2 separate regions of the Sus scrofa genome follow, and region 1 is linked to region 2. The links are chromatin contacts, called in public Hi-C maps. All regions are on one chromosome and are shown on one strand. Each heading gives the region's core, a stretch centred on a gene start, on an enhancer-like site or on the middle of the called end of the contact. The rest is flanking DNA. Distances are from core to core; before and after follow the strand shown. Region 1 overlaps LOC110260299 (a long non-coding RNA gene). Region 2 has its middle 31 kb from the start of ATP1B1.

Region 1 (6,906 bases), core at 2,642-5,141, 200 kb after region 2:
TAGACAAAACTACCAATTATTGATTTCATAGGCTTTATGTATTTTTTTCACATTTTATACACCTTTGCAAATTACCATTTTATTATATCGCTTTAAAATAAGACCTGTCACTGTCGGAGTGGTTAAATAATTTTTCCAACATCTCTAAGCTGGCAAGATGAAAAGCTGGATTTTAAACTTAGATCTATTTTCTTTCAAAACCTATGCTTTTCATGAGCTTAATAATGATGAGGATTTTATTATTTTAAAATCATTTTTACTGCTATTAATTTTTATTTCATAATCTCCCCATAGAAATAATTCTATGATAGGATTCTATGATGGAATTTGTAGAGATGCAGTGCTTTAAACCTTATAAACAAATGTGGGAGTTCAGTTTGGATGCTCTCAGCTTCAAGTTAAAAAAAAAGTGGTATAGACAACAAGTAAATAACAAGATATTTATTCTCTTTCTTAAGGTAAAACCCAGAAATAGAGGAATTCCAAAGCTGGTTAATTCAGCTGTTTAGTGACATTATCGAGGAGCCAGTATCCATCCATCTACTCTGTCATCTAGAGAAATTTGGTTTGAGGTAGTACCAGATGGCTCTTTCATTGTAGGAGGCAACATACAGAATCAGAAAATGAAACTACTAAACTTGTGTTCCTTTTTAGAAGTGAGAAAAACCTTCCCATATTCTCACAAACAGATTTCCCTTGACATCTCTTTAGCCAAAATTGTGTGACATGCCTATGTCTAAACTAATCACTTTCCAAGTGCAATGGAAATACCATGTTTGACTTAAACCAGTGAAGACTTAACCTCTATGGCTTTGGTGGCCCTTGAACAAAATAAGGATTCTATTAGGAAGAAGAATAGATGCCAGTGACTAGCAGGTAGGAATCAGGAGTGATGATCACACTCAGGAACCAGAACTTAGTGGGTTAGGAAGAGGTAGAAGCATTCAAGTTCAAAAGAGAGGTCCCTGCCTTTCCCATGAGCCCAGCCCTGGCATGAAACTTGTTATAGAAATAAAGACTATCAGTGTTTGGGAAAGAATTTTCACATTGTTTTAGGGTGTTATTTTGAAATTACAAAAATTCCAAGTTGGTTGATGGAAAACCGTATGGAAACAAAAATTTAAATTCTAACTCATTAAGGATTATTTGTGTTATTGTATTGTGGACTCGTGGATTCCAAATAATTTTAGAGGCATTTAGTTTAATCTCCTAATCCCTGTTATCATGTTTGGTTTCCTTCCATAGTGCCAACACATCTGTGTCAGGGGGCTCACATTTATAGTATATTCCCTTTCTCGTTAAAAAGTTATTTCTTATTTTACACTGAAATTGCTATAATGAATATAAAGCATATCATTTGCAGAGACACAAATGTGCTGGATAGGAAAAACAGGTTTTGGAATCAGACAGATTCCAATCTAAGATTGGCATCTCAGGTTTGCCAATGACTGGTTATGAGCTTGGGGCCAGACTCTCTAGATTCAAATTCCAGATATGCTATCTACCAGCTGTGTAACCTTAGGAAAGCACGTAACTCATCCCCCACACCCTTGCTACAGTTTTCCCTGTTGCAAAATTAGTCCTCTAGTGGTATCTGCTTAAAAGGGTTAAGTGAGTCTATATATGTAATGCCTTAGTGCTGCTGGAGACAATAAATGTTGTTTAATATTAAAATTAGCTGTGGGGGGGATGGACTGGGGGTTTGGGATTGTCATACTGAGGGATATGGAATGATTGACCAACAGGAACCTGCTGTATAGATAGCACAGGTACCTCTCCCCAGTGTTCTGTGATAATCTGTGTGGGAAAAGAATCTGAAAAAGAATGGATGCATGTACATGCTTAACAGAATCATTTTGTTGTACAGCAGAAATTATCACAACATTGTAAATCAACTGTATTTCAATAAAACTTTGAAAATTGAAAAAACTTAGCTGTGAGCACTTATGAAAATAATTTGAACTCTCTAAGACTCTGTAAAATTGATATAGCCATACATACCTCTGAGATTTGTTAAAGCAATTAAATGAGACCACGAATAGAGAGAACCCAAAAAGTTAGTCCTTCTTCTCACTTCTCTTTCCCAGTTCCTGCCTGGAACTAATTAGGTGCCTTTTATTTTTTTTTATTTTTTTATTTTATTTTATTTTATTTTTTTTTGCTTTTTGCCATTTCTTGGGCTGCTCCCACGGCATGTAGAGGTTCCCAGGCTAGGGATCTAATTGGAGCTGTAGCTGCTGGCCTACGCCAGAGCCACAGCAACACAGGATCCGGATCCGAGGCGCATCTGCAACCTACACCACAGCTCACGGCAACCCCAGATCCTTAACTCACTGAGCAAGGCCAGGGATTGAACCCGCAACCTCATGATTCCTAGTCGGATTCGTTAACCACTGAGCTATGATGGGAACTCCATTAGGTGCCTTTTAAATATTGCCTGCTCCATTAGTTCCCTTTCCCCTATGAAGCTGTAGGGATGAAGTTCAGACAACTTCCCTGTGGATTCCACCTTTCTGCAGAAAGCGAGTCTGCTGTCCTCCAGGGCCAGGTCTCACTATCATTTGTATCTCTTATAAGCTTCTCAAGAGCAGCGCTAAATCTTATTCATCCTTTTACCTGCACAATTCCTGGAACAAAATCAGTGCTCAACATGTATTTACAAGTGAATTAAATTTTCTCGGTGACTTTCTGTAAGTACTGTACTCATGGTAAATGCCCAATAAGCTAGCTATAATAAAATTAGCCACTGATATCATTCTATAACTAATTCAATTGTTTGTGCAGGTAATGGGAAAGATGCCAGTGGGGAATAAAGCCCTTTCAATGTCTGCAGTATCTATTTCCTTTTCGCCCTACCAGAACTTGCGACGTTGACTTTTCCTCTCCCAAGTTGCGAATCATACCCCCAAAGACCAGCCAACACAGTGGACAGGGAGAACTAAATATCTCTAGGACCTACTTTCTGCTTTTCTTCTCACTGGCTGGGGCCATCCTTTTAATTCCTTGTGCAGATGGTGTTATTCAAATTGTATTTTAACTGGATTAACTCAAGTCAGTGTCTGATGACTGCTGCCCCAAAATGTGCTTGGCCCAAATCATTTATTTTTGCCCTTCAGATGGTAACCCGAGTGCCATAGGAAATACGGTATATGACACATTAAATCAAACTATCAGTCTGTTTAATCCCATCTTCTGTCCCTGTTGCTGACTCAAGGTAAGGATTGGAGCAGAGCTTGAGTTTCATGGCATAAATTTAAAATGGAAAAACAATCCTTTAAAACCCTTTACAGACTCACCATCATGGATTAATCTTAATGTTTCTTGGGTTTGTCAGGGAACATCATGGTCTTGTCCCTAGTTCTTGGGATCAGGTTTGTGTCCTCACTATGGTCTTGTGGATGCTGACCTACTTCCAGTGTCCGACTTAACAGACCTAAGAAGCCCATCTACACACTGGCCTACACGATAGCTGTTCTTGTCTTTGTGTGACTCCTGCCCCCAATCTTTGATACACTTGAACACTAAATAACTTTTTCAGATCCTACCTTCCTAGGAAAGAGGCACAAACATTTTTCACTCAGGACACATCTTCCTGATATAGGAAACACCTCTTTATCTAAAAAGCCAGAAATTCAGAAAGTTCACTAAATTATTCTTTAGGAACCAAGTGAAAAATCAGATGAGTTGACTTATACTTTTATTTTAACTGGGAATGGATGTCTGTACAAACAGCCTTTCTTATGACAATTTGGCAGCATGAATTCTGGTCAGGAAGAGGAGAATCATACAAATGTTTTTATTTCTCAGCCACCATCCTCACCAGCCCTCCCCTTTGCTGCCCTTTCTCTGAACCGAGGCTAGAGTTGATTGGGGCTTTGTTTTGTGCCTTGGGCAACAGTTTTGGGTCAGCTGAGGTCAGTGTTCATTTTATCTAAATCAGTTTGCCCTCCCTCAGTCTCAGTGGAAAAACTTCAACAAAAATACATTTACACATAAGACTTTGTTTTCACCAAGTTCTGAGTAGGCAAAGGAGGCCAGATCCTTATCCCTGGAGCCACTTAACCTCTTAATAATGTTTTATTAATATTTTTCAGAGACCCTCAACTTCAACATATTTAAATTGGCTCCTTTTCTTCTAATACTGACTCCAGAAGCTGTGTGGACTTTTGATATTTCCTGTAATTTTAATGTAGACATTGTATCAAATATATTGTAAGGAGGCAGTGTCACAGGCTAGAGAACATTCTATGGAGGACTGATGGTTGGGAAACTGGGTTCTAGTGCTGACTGTGCCATTAGGTGTGAACCTGGGCAAATTCCTAAACCCCAAGCTCCTCATCTGAGTAAACAGGGATTGAATAATATTTAAGCTTCCTTAGACTCCAAGAGTTAATGATTCAATTGATAGAAACTGGGTGGAAATTCAAGACCCATAAATAAATTAAAAAAGAGATACTGGATTTACTTTAGAACTCACAGATTTTATGTGGTTAGGAAGCAAGAAGTTCATCTTCTTGAGTTATGAAGACTAAGAGTGACCTTAAAGAACAATGGAGAGTGGAGTTCCCGTCATGGCGCAGTGGTTAACGAATCCAACTAGGAAACATGAGGTTTCGGGTTTGATCCCTGGCCTTGCTCAATGGGCTAAGGCTCTGGGGTTGCCGTAAGCTGTGTTGTAGGTGGCAGATGCAGCTCCGATCCCGCGTTGCTGTGAGCTCCAATTAGACCTCTAGCCTGGGAACCTCCATGTGCCACGGAGAGAGAGAGGCCCTAGAAAGGGTTAAAAGACAAAAAAAAATAGAGAATGTTTAGCACTGCTTCTGAGTTGGAAGGCCATAGAGGTTTTCTCATCAAATCCATATCTTTTATAGAGGGGGGGAACTGAGGCTTGAAGAGAAGCAGTGACTAGACTAATAGTAGCTGAAAAAAAACACGGAGGATTTTCTCTTTCAGTGTTTTTATTTATACTGCCTTGACTATGCTACTACTCAGAGGTATTCTTTATAATAAATGTAGTTAGAATTATGTTTTAAATAATTCCAGCTTTAAAAAACTCTGTTGAAAGCAAACCCGCCAAGCCATTCTTTCTCTTCCCCGTTATAATCGTAACCATAAACCCAGAGACAAGGTGGCAGGTGATAAATAGTACATATGTCCTAGGTATTTGAACAGTTCAGAGGACTCTGAAATACTACCTTATGTGAAGACACATGAATTCACCTCTTTTATCCTTTTTGTTGGTTCTACATATACCAATTACCTAGTGTATGTAAGCCTGAAAAATATTTCTTACCATAATTTTCCAAAGACTACCTTTCCCCAAGGTATCTGGAGAGCTTATGTTCAAATTTATTTTGGAAAAAAATGAATAACAAGATTGTTGGATTGAGAAGTTTATATACTACATGAAAATATACAAAAGTATAGGCTTTTGTTTTGTATGCATATCCCCACCCACCACATTTTATCTGTTCATAACATGTCTCAGACAATAAAGGACAACTTATCAAATTTTAGCTTTAGAGTTTGTCACCAAGGAAATATCTACTCTGCCAAATAATTTCTTGTGTTCCCCACTTTTGAACTTGTGACAAATTCATTTGTCACACCCATGAATTTTTCAGGCAATTAGTATCTTTAAAAAAGCAAAATTCTAGTTTTAAATTGATAGTATTAATGAAAACATTTGATGAAATACATATTTTTATAACACTAGAATAGTTTTAAATGTTTTTACATTTTCCAAGTAATCGAGTTTTATTATGAACAACTATTATACCACCCCTGATAATACAGTGGTCACCCCAGAAGAGACTGACATGCACGAGGCCATTTGCCCCTGTGTTTAGATGCAGGCATTTGTATTTTTGTGGTCTTTATACTAATGATCTGTCACCTATCAGGTCCTCCATGGATAGCATGACAATTTTTTGTAGCTCCTCACTCACCTGAGAACACATTTCTTTTGGCTTTGAAGCTAGACGACCAAATGTGTTATACCTGTGGGAAGAATGAGAGAGAGAAGAATTGAGAGAGGTTTACAGGACTTTATTGCATGGAATTTTACTTCTCAAAGATCTCTTGTATTTACTTTAGCAATAACTACATTCTGGGAGGCATTTTCCCTAGGGCTTACAACCATATATTAGTTTCCTAAATAGAACTTTGGGTCAGTTTGTTTACATTCTCCTAAATAACAAAAACTTATTTACGTCATTCTTGGATCTAGATGAGTTATGAATTATGAATGAGTGTATAAATAATGAAGTAAACAGAATTCAGCCCTACACAGCACATTCCCCTACATTTCTGGGAGGCAGCATAGCATGAATGTTGACGAGAACAAGCTTCATAGCCAGAGAAGCTTAGGTTTGAGTCCAAGTTCACCCCTTTTAGCTCTATGACTTGAATAATCCATTTAATCTCTATTACTTGTTCACTTTTTTCCTTTTTTTGGAGTAATCAAGCATTTTTATTGCTTCCAATTTGCCCTCCTAATATGGCTATTTATACTTTTTCAAAAACAAATTTTTGGCGACTCTACAGAGATTAGAATATACATCTAAGACTGATATAAATTAGTAGTTTTATTACTTTACTGAGAAGTCAAAGACCTTACTTAGCATACTTTAACAATCTTTAGCCTTTACTCCTTTATGTTACCGATGTTATGGTCCTATATGTATTATACATTTTTTTAACTTTTAATGATTTTTATTTTTTCCATTATAGATGGTTTACAGTGCTGTCAATTTTCTTTGTACAGCAAAGTGACCCAGTCTCACACACACACACACACACACACACACATACACACAAACATACATTCTTTTTCTCATATTATCCTCCATCATGCTCCATCACAAGTGGCTAGATATAGTTCCCTGTTCTATACAGCAGGATCTC
Region 2 (6,876 bases), core at 3,909-6,408:
GTTTGGTATCAGCAGAGACAAACTATTATACGTAGAATGGATATACAACAAGATCCTACTGTATAGCACAGGGAACTGTATTTGATATCAATCCTGTGGAAAAGAATATGAAAAAGAATGTCTATATCTATATCTCTGAATCACTTTGGAGTACAGCAGAAATTGACACATTGTAAATCAACTATAATTCAATCAAATTTTTTAAAGAAGGTTATAAAGTTGCAGGCTTTCACAGTTAAGAGGATGGTCTCCTAGGCCTCTGGACACTTCATTGAATTCTTTGTTCACTGAAGAAATCTGCGGCTCCCATTCTTGTTGATCACTTGACTGGATTTTGCACTTCTTTGGTGCCTTAAGGTTTGTAAATATATTTACAAGTACAGTAACTTGAACTGGAAGTTGATGGAATTCTAAGATTTGCAACCATTATCTTCTGCAAATAATAAATCAATTTAACCTTGAAGGATTTTCTGTTCTTTCATACCTGCAGTATCATACCACCCTTAGTGCAATTTAATTTTGTATTCTGTTGAATTGTGTTTGACCTGTCATAACTCTGGAGGTTAGGTCTCTGCCTGTGGCGCCCAGACTGTGCTTGTTCAGAGCTGTAAGGCCAAAAGTCAATATACTGCTAGGTACAGAACAGACAGTATTGTCACTAGACCTTTCAGTTGAAGACCAGCAAGAACTCACCTGTAGTTGAACAAGTTGGGTTTATTGCTCCTTGCAAAGAGGCAGAAACTCACTGCTTGGTACAGAACAGACGCTATTGTCACTAGGCCTTTCAGTTGAAGACCAGCAAGAACTCACCTGTAGTTGAACAAGTTGGGTTTATTGCTCCTTGCAAAGAGGCAGAAACTCACTGCTTGGTACAGAACAGACGCTATTGTCACTAGGCCTTTCAGTTGAAGACCAGCAAGAACTCACCTGTAGTTGAACAAGTTGGGTTTATTGCTCCTTGCAAAGAGGCAGAAACTCAACATGGGCAGCCATAAGGTATGTGGGTAAGAAGGGGTTAGAAAGGACTTCAGATGCAACAACATGGATGGACCTAGAGTTTATCATACTAAGTGAAGTACCTCAGACAGAGAAAGACAAATACTATATGATATCACTTACATGTGGAATCTAAAAAATTATACAGGAACTCCTGTTGTGGCTCCACAGCAATAAACCTGACTAGTGTACATAGGATACAGGTTTGATCCATGGCATTGCTTCGTGGTTTAAAGACCCAGCATCACCTTGAACTGCAGTGTAGATTGCAGACAAGGCTTGGATCTGGCATTGCCATGGCTAAGGCATAGGCCGGCAGCTGCAGTTTCAATTTAACACCTAGCCTGGGAAATTTCATGTACCCTGGTGCTACCCTAAAAATAAATAAATAAATAAATAAATAAATAATAAATAAAATTATACAAATGAACTTATTTACGAAACAGAAAAAGTCTCACAGACATAGAGAAAATTTATGGTGACCAAAGGGGAAAGGGGCGTGGGAGGGATAAATTAGGAGTTTGGAATTAACCAACACATACTACTATATATATATATAAAGTAGGTAAACAACAAGGACCTTCTATATAGCATAAGGAACTGTACTCAATACTTTGTGATAATCTATAATGGAAAAGAATCTAAAAATGGATAGATAGAAAAATGTAGAGCTGAATCACTTTATTGCACACCTGACACTAACTCAACATTGTAAATCAACTATATGTCAATTTAAAAAAATCAAATTTCAATACAGCTACAAAAAAAAAAAAAAAAGAAATGCTTAGGAAATGGTGTGCTTGTATTAGGTGATTTGGGGTAGGCTTTAAAGAAGCAGATCTTTGCTCTGAATTGAATGCTGCCAGGAAGCAGAGGTAATTCTGTGATGGAGAGGCTGTCTAGAGTGAGGTTAAAGATATAATTGGTAAAGAAATAGCATTCACACATATTAGTCAGCCTAAGAAATACTGAGTCATTTGTGGGTTTGAGAAATGTTCATGTTTTTATCTGTTTAGGCATGATCACAGAATATTCTTGATTTGGTCTAACTCCACCATAGTCATAGAGAAGCCTGCTCTGTTCATCTGTGACACTGATTCTGTTCAACAGAAGAATACCAAGACCTGGCCATGAATGCTGGGCCAGCTCGTGGCAACGCCAAGGTTTAGCAGCAGTACCCAGCTGGCTCCAGTGTGACTCTAGGACAGCTCTTGCTGGTCCAGGATCATGCTCCCACTGCACATCCTTCGGAGTCACTGGGCCTCAGGGAGTAGCTTACACAAGGCTTCAGTACCTGAGACTTCTTTCTTCCTCTCTCCAACCATTTCTGTCTTTAATGTACATTTTTCAGTGTAGCAACATCTGTACCTGAGAGTCTAGGGAACAGATGGAGGTGACCAGCAGCTAAAATCAGATGCCTAGGGACCACTTACCCTTCTTGGTATGAGATCGGCCTTACCAGCTCTTGCTTATTCTCCTCCAGCCCAGATTTTCCACCCCTGGTTGCTGGAGTCAGCAAAGCTGGCGCAGACCAGACTCTCAGCCCCCTGCTTTTACATTGCCAAAAATATTTCTGCAACTGGAATTCAATTTGGAAAATGTTTTACAAATAGAATATCTTGGGAGAACATTTTAATTTCCCTCATCAAAGTGTGATGTGCTGTTCTTCTGGATAATAGCTCCCAATGCTTGGGAAATGGAGATCTTAGCTGATTAATCCTAGTCCTTGATTTTATCCCAGTCCCTTAATTTGGACATCTCTAAAATTAGTAAGAACATAAGAACACTTGGAGTGTACATAAATATTTAAGATCCTGACTCAGGAAACTTGTTAATTTCCTAAGCCTTTTAACTGGGGGAAAAAAAGTTCAGAGCTGGATTGTTTATGTCATTCACTTTCTGATAAATCTGTTGCCCTTTTCCAATCTCACCAGTTACTTTAAAAAATGTACCTTTGAAGAACTACTAAAATATTTAGAGGGAAATAGTATATATGTTATTACATATATTATTATATATATGAGAGCTATAGATATATGTGGGTATGTATATATGTCTGTGTATGTATATATATGTGTGTGTGTATATATATATAAGCAATAAGATATATATACACACACATGAGATATAGGTGTATGTTTGCATATATATAAGCAATGAGGTATATATATACACAGGCACATACATATATATGTCTATATCTTATATATAAATATATATCTTCATTCTCATATAACCGATCTTGTGATTGTGTTAGTGATAACAACGACTTTCCTTTGGGAATGCTTATTAAACTCATAGAATAATGAAGCCTTTGATTACACCTTGGTTTTTACATTAATTTGAAGGATACCTTGAACTTACCAACCCAACAACCAACAAGCAAACTACTTTTTTTTTTAGAAAGATGATTGAAATGAGCAAATAAAACTACTAGGTGAAGTGGAAAAATAGGTAAGATTTATTGGTTAATTTACTGTTAGTGGACGTTGGCCTCTTTCTACACTTGAGTATTAACTTTTACATGAATATATTGAGGGCAAAGTACAGGAGGCAATGTGCAATAGGATTCTGGTATAATGGAACATTAACTCTCCTGAGTCAAGAGACCTGAATTCTAGGATCACCTTAGTTGTTAAATGTTGACCTTAAAGAAAATATGCAAACAAAAATATCTAGACCTCAGTTTTTGTAAAATGAGAGGATGGTACTAGCTAATTTAGTAGGTTCTTTATAGATCAAATATTCTAGTCTTTGAAGGTATGAATGCTTTCAGTCAGTCATTTAATACAGACAGCTCACAAAGATAATAGCCCATAATTAGTGGAAGATGCCATGAAGTAAAGGTGATGCTTTGTCCATAGGTCACGTACCCCAAATGGCAGGCTTGTGCCATAAGTGTGCTGTATCTGAAACATATGTTACACTACAAGCTTTCACCTCCTTTAAAACAAATATTTGTTTAAACATTAATCTTAGCCATTATCACATACTTGCTGGCCAGAGTCATGATCTGCACATGATCTGTATCCATTATCTATAATTATGTTTTATCTATCATCTTGCTTCTCAGCCTGGCAGCTCAGGCTGGGCTCCTGGTCATAACAACACGGTGCATATCTATACTACTAAAATCATGAGCTAAAATCTTGTCATTTCCTATGTCCATGAGTTTCTTTTCTGTGGAAAGGTTCATTTATGCCGTATATTAGATTCCAGGTATAAGTGATATTATATGGTATTTGTCTTTCTCTTTCTGACTTACTTCACATAGTATGAGAGTCTCTAGTTCCATCCATGTTGCTGCAAATGGCACTATTTTGTTCTTTTTATAGCCGAGTAGTATTCCATTGTGTATATATATCACATCTTCTTAATCCAATCTTCTGTTGATAGACATTTAGGTTATTTCCATGAATTGGCTATTGTGAAGAGTGTAACTGGGTCAGTTTGCTGTACAGTAGAAAACTGACAGAACACTGTAAGCTAGCTATAATGGAAAAAATAAAAACCATTATAAAATTAAAAAAACCCTTGTCATTTCTCCATTTTCTCTTAAGGATAGAGGTGCTTTGCATGAAGATCCTAGATATTAACAGCTTAACTAGGTATTTACTAGAAATATAGACATTAAAGCAAGATTTTTTGATAAGGAAATTTTAGGTGGTTTTCATAGAATATGTTTTATTTTAAAAGCATGCCTAGGAAGTGTAATATTTCAACAATATCCTGTCTGAAAATAATTGTTTATTTTTATTGTTGTATACTACATGTTAAACAAAATAAAAATATAAGCCCACGAAATTTTTCAATAGTATAAAAAGGTTTCAGCAGAGAAGACCCTTACTGTAAGTTTGATTTGAGGACCTCAAACAAATTCTCTGACCTTCAATAGCAAGATTATAACCACAACATGTGGTAGCTAGAGACCAAGAAGGACTTTAGTAAACATCACAGGACAGAATGTCTGGCACTAAAACCTCCATTAGCACCAAAGCTTGCCTTAGGCACACAGATCTACTGCATTGACTTTGGCAATGTGTCTACCTTGTCATGCCAATAAAGTTAACAGAAGTTGAAAACTGATAACACAACCTAGTTCTCCCTGTCTCTCCTTTCACTTGGTTGTAATTTAGTTTAGCTGAATGCGTCAGAACTCTTTTCCCCTGCGCCTGTATTTTTCCTCCTCACTGGGTCAAGATCTGGGCAGCCCCATCCCCTAGGAGAGACAGGCTGCCTGAGGAAGTCACTCTCTGGGCTTCACACATCCTAAAGCACTGATGTCTGTTTAAAGAAAATTAAACTTTTGTTTACTCTGCAAAATGTATTCAATGGGGCTCTGTCTACAGACATATGTGTGCCCTATTAATCCAGTTAGGCAGAAAAAAATTAACACAACTCTAGCTAAATGGGCAGCAAGCAATAGGGCAATGTTTCAGCACCTGCTTGCGCGGCCCATTGGCAGACAACCTTCTGACCTTGTACAGTTTGGAGATCACAGGACAGATGTCCCCAGGAAAACCATGGACAGAGGAAGGAGAGAGGGGCAAGAGTGCCCAAAAGGACTAAACCTTAAGAGACAGGGAAGAGAAGGGTATGAGCTAATTTGAAACAGTAGACTGTTTGATCTGGAGGAGCACTTACATGTGTAAGTAGAACCTTCATGTGTTATAGACATGAGAGGGAAGGTACATGCATAAGGACACATGGCTAATAAGTGACAAAGCCAATTCTGAAATTCAGCTTTCTTGACTTGTCTAGCAGTCTTTTCATCACATTGCACTGTCTACTTCATTTTGGGAGAAAAGGGACTCTAATCATAGCCTGACATATTTTAAAATTTACTCATTATAAATAAATAGTTCAATGATTTTTAAAAAGATTTTTATTTTTTCCATTATAGTTGATTTACTGTCTTCTGTCAATTTCTATTGTATAACAAAGTGGCCCAGTCACACATATATATTCTTTTTCTCGCATTATCCTCTATCATGTTCCATCACAAGTGACTAGATATAGTTCCCTGTTCTATACAGCAGGATCTCATTGCTTATCCACTCCAAATGCAATAGTTTGCATCTATTAACCCCAAACTCCCAGTCCATCCCACCCCTTCGCCTTCCCCCTTGGCAATGACTTGTTTATTCTCCAAGTCCATGAATTTCTTTTCTGTGGAAAGGTTCATTTGTGTCATATATTAGATTCCGGATACAGGTGATATCATATGGTATTTGTCTTTCTCTTTCTGACTTACTTCGGTTAGTACAAGAGTCTCTATTTACATCCATGTTGCTGCAAATGACATAATTTCATTCTTTTTAAAGGCTGAGTAGTATTTAATTGTGTATATAGACCACATCTTCTTAATCCATTCATCTGTCGATGGACATTTAGGTTGTTTCCATGTCTTGGTTACTGTGAATATTGCTGCATTTATCTTTTTGAATGAAAATTTTATCTGGATATATGCCCAAGAGTGGGATTGCTGGGTCATATGATAGTTCTATATTTAGTTTTCTGAGGTACCTCAATGCTGTTTTCCATAGTGATTGTACCAATTTACATTCCCACCAACAGTGCTCACCATAAAACTCCTAGAAGAGAACCTAGGCAAAACATTCTGACATCAACCGTACAAATGTTCTCTTAGGTCAGTCACCCAAGGCAACATTTATAAAAGCAAAATTAAATCAATGGGACCTAATCAAACTGGTAAGCTCTTACACAGCAAAGGATACCATTTATAAAACCCCAAAAAAGACAATCTATGGAATGGGATAAAATAGTTTCAAATGATGCAACTGACAAGGGCTTAATCTCTAAAATGCACAAAATTTATACAACAGCAAAAAAAACCAACAACCCAATTGAAAAATGGGC

The links. Hi-C and Micro-C count contacts between places; a contact is called where the count stands out from the background.
Region 1: a contact with region 2 is called in a Hi-C map of liver, with 5 times the contacts expected there. The contact joins two enhancer-like sites. A contact is called at or near these places in 2 of 47 Hi-C or Micro-C datasets (both in liver) and 1 of 2 datasets of contacts at active chromatin or transcription factors (alveolar macrophages).

What each region holds. Positions count from the first base shown.
Region 1 is chr4:82,164,395-82,171,300 of Sscrofa11.1, forward strand. The region is part of intron 2 of LOC110260299 (a long non-coding RNA gene); the gene reads left to right. It also overlaps the pseudogene LOC106510108. Among named protein-coding and RNA genes, the nearest start is that of DPT, 120 kb to the right of the region's middle. Within about 2 kb of position 3,892, at least 5 of the 83 cell types and tissues checked have an H3K27ac peak or open chromatin away from gene starts, as enhancers often do. A contact at or near this core is called in liver, where this site is marked.
Region 2 is chr4:81,964,298-81,971,173 of Sscrofa11.1, forward strand. No RefSeq gene overlaps it. Among named protein-coding and RNA genes, the nearest start is that of ATP1B1, 31 kb to the left of the region's middle. Within about 2 kb of position 5,159, at least 7 of the 83 cell types and tissues checked have an H3K27ac peak or open chromatin away from gene starts, as enhancers often do. A contact at or near this core is called in liver, where this site is marked.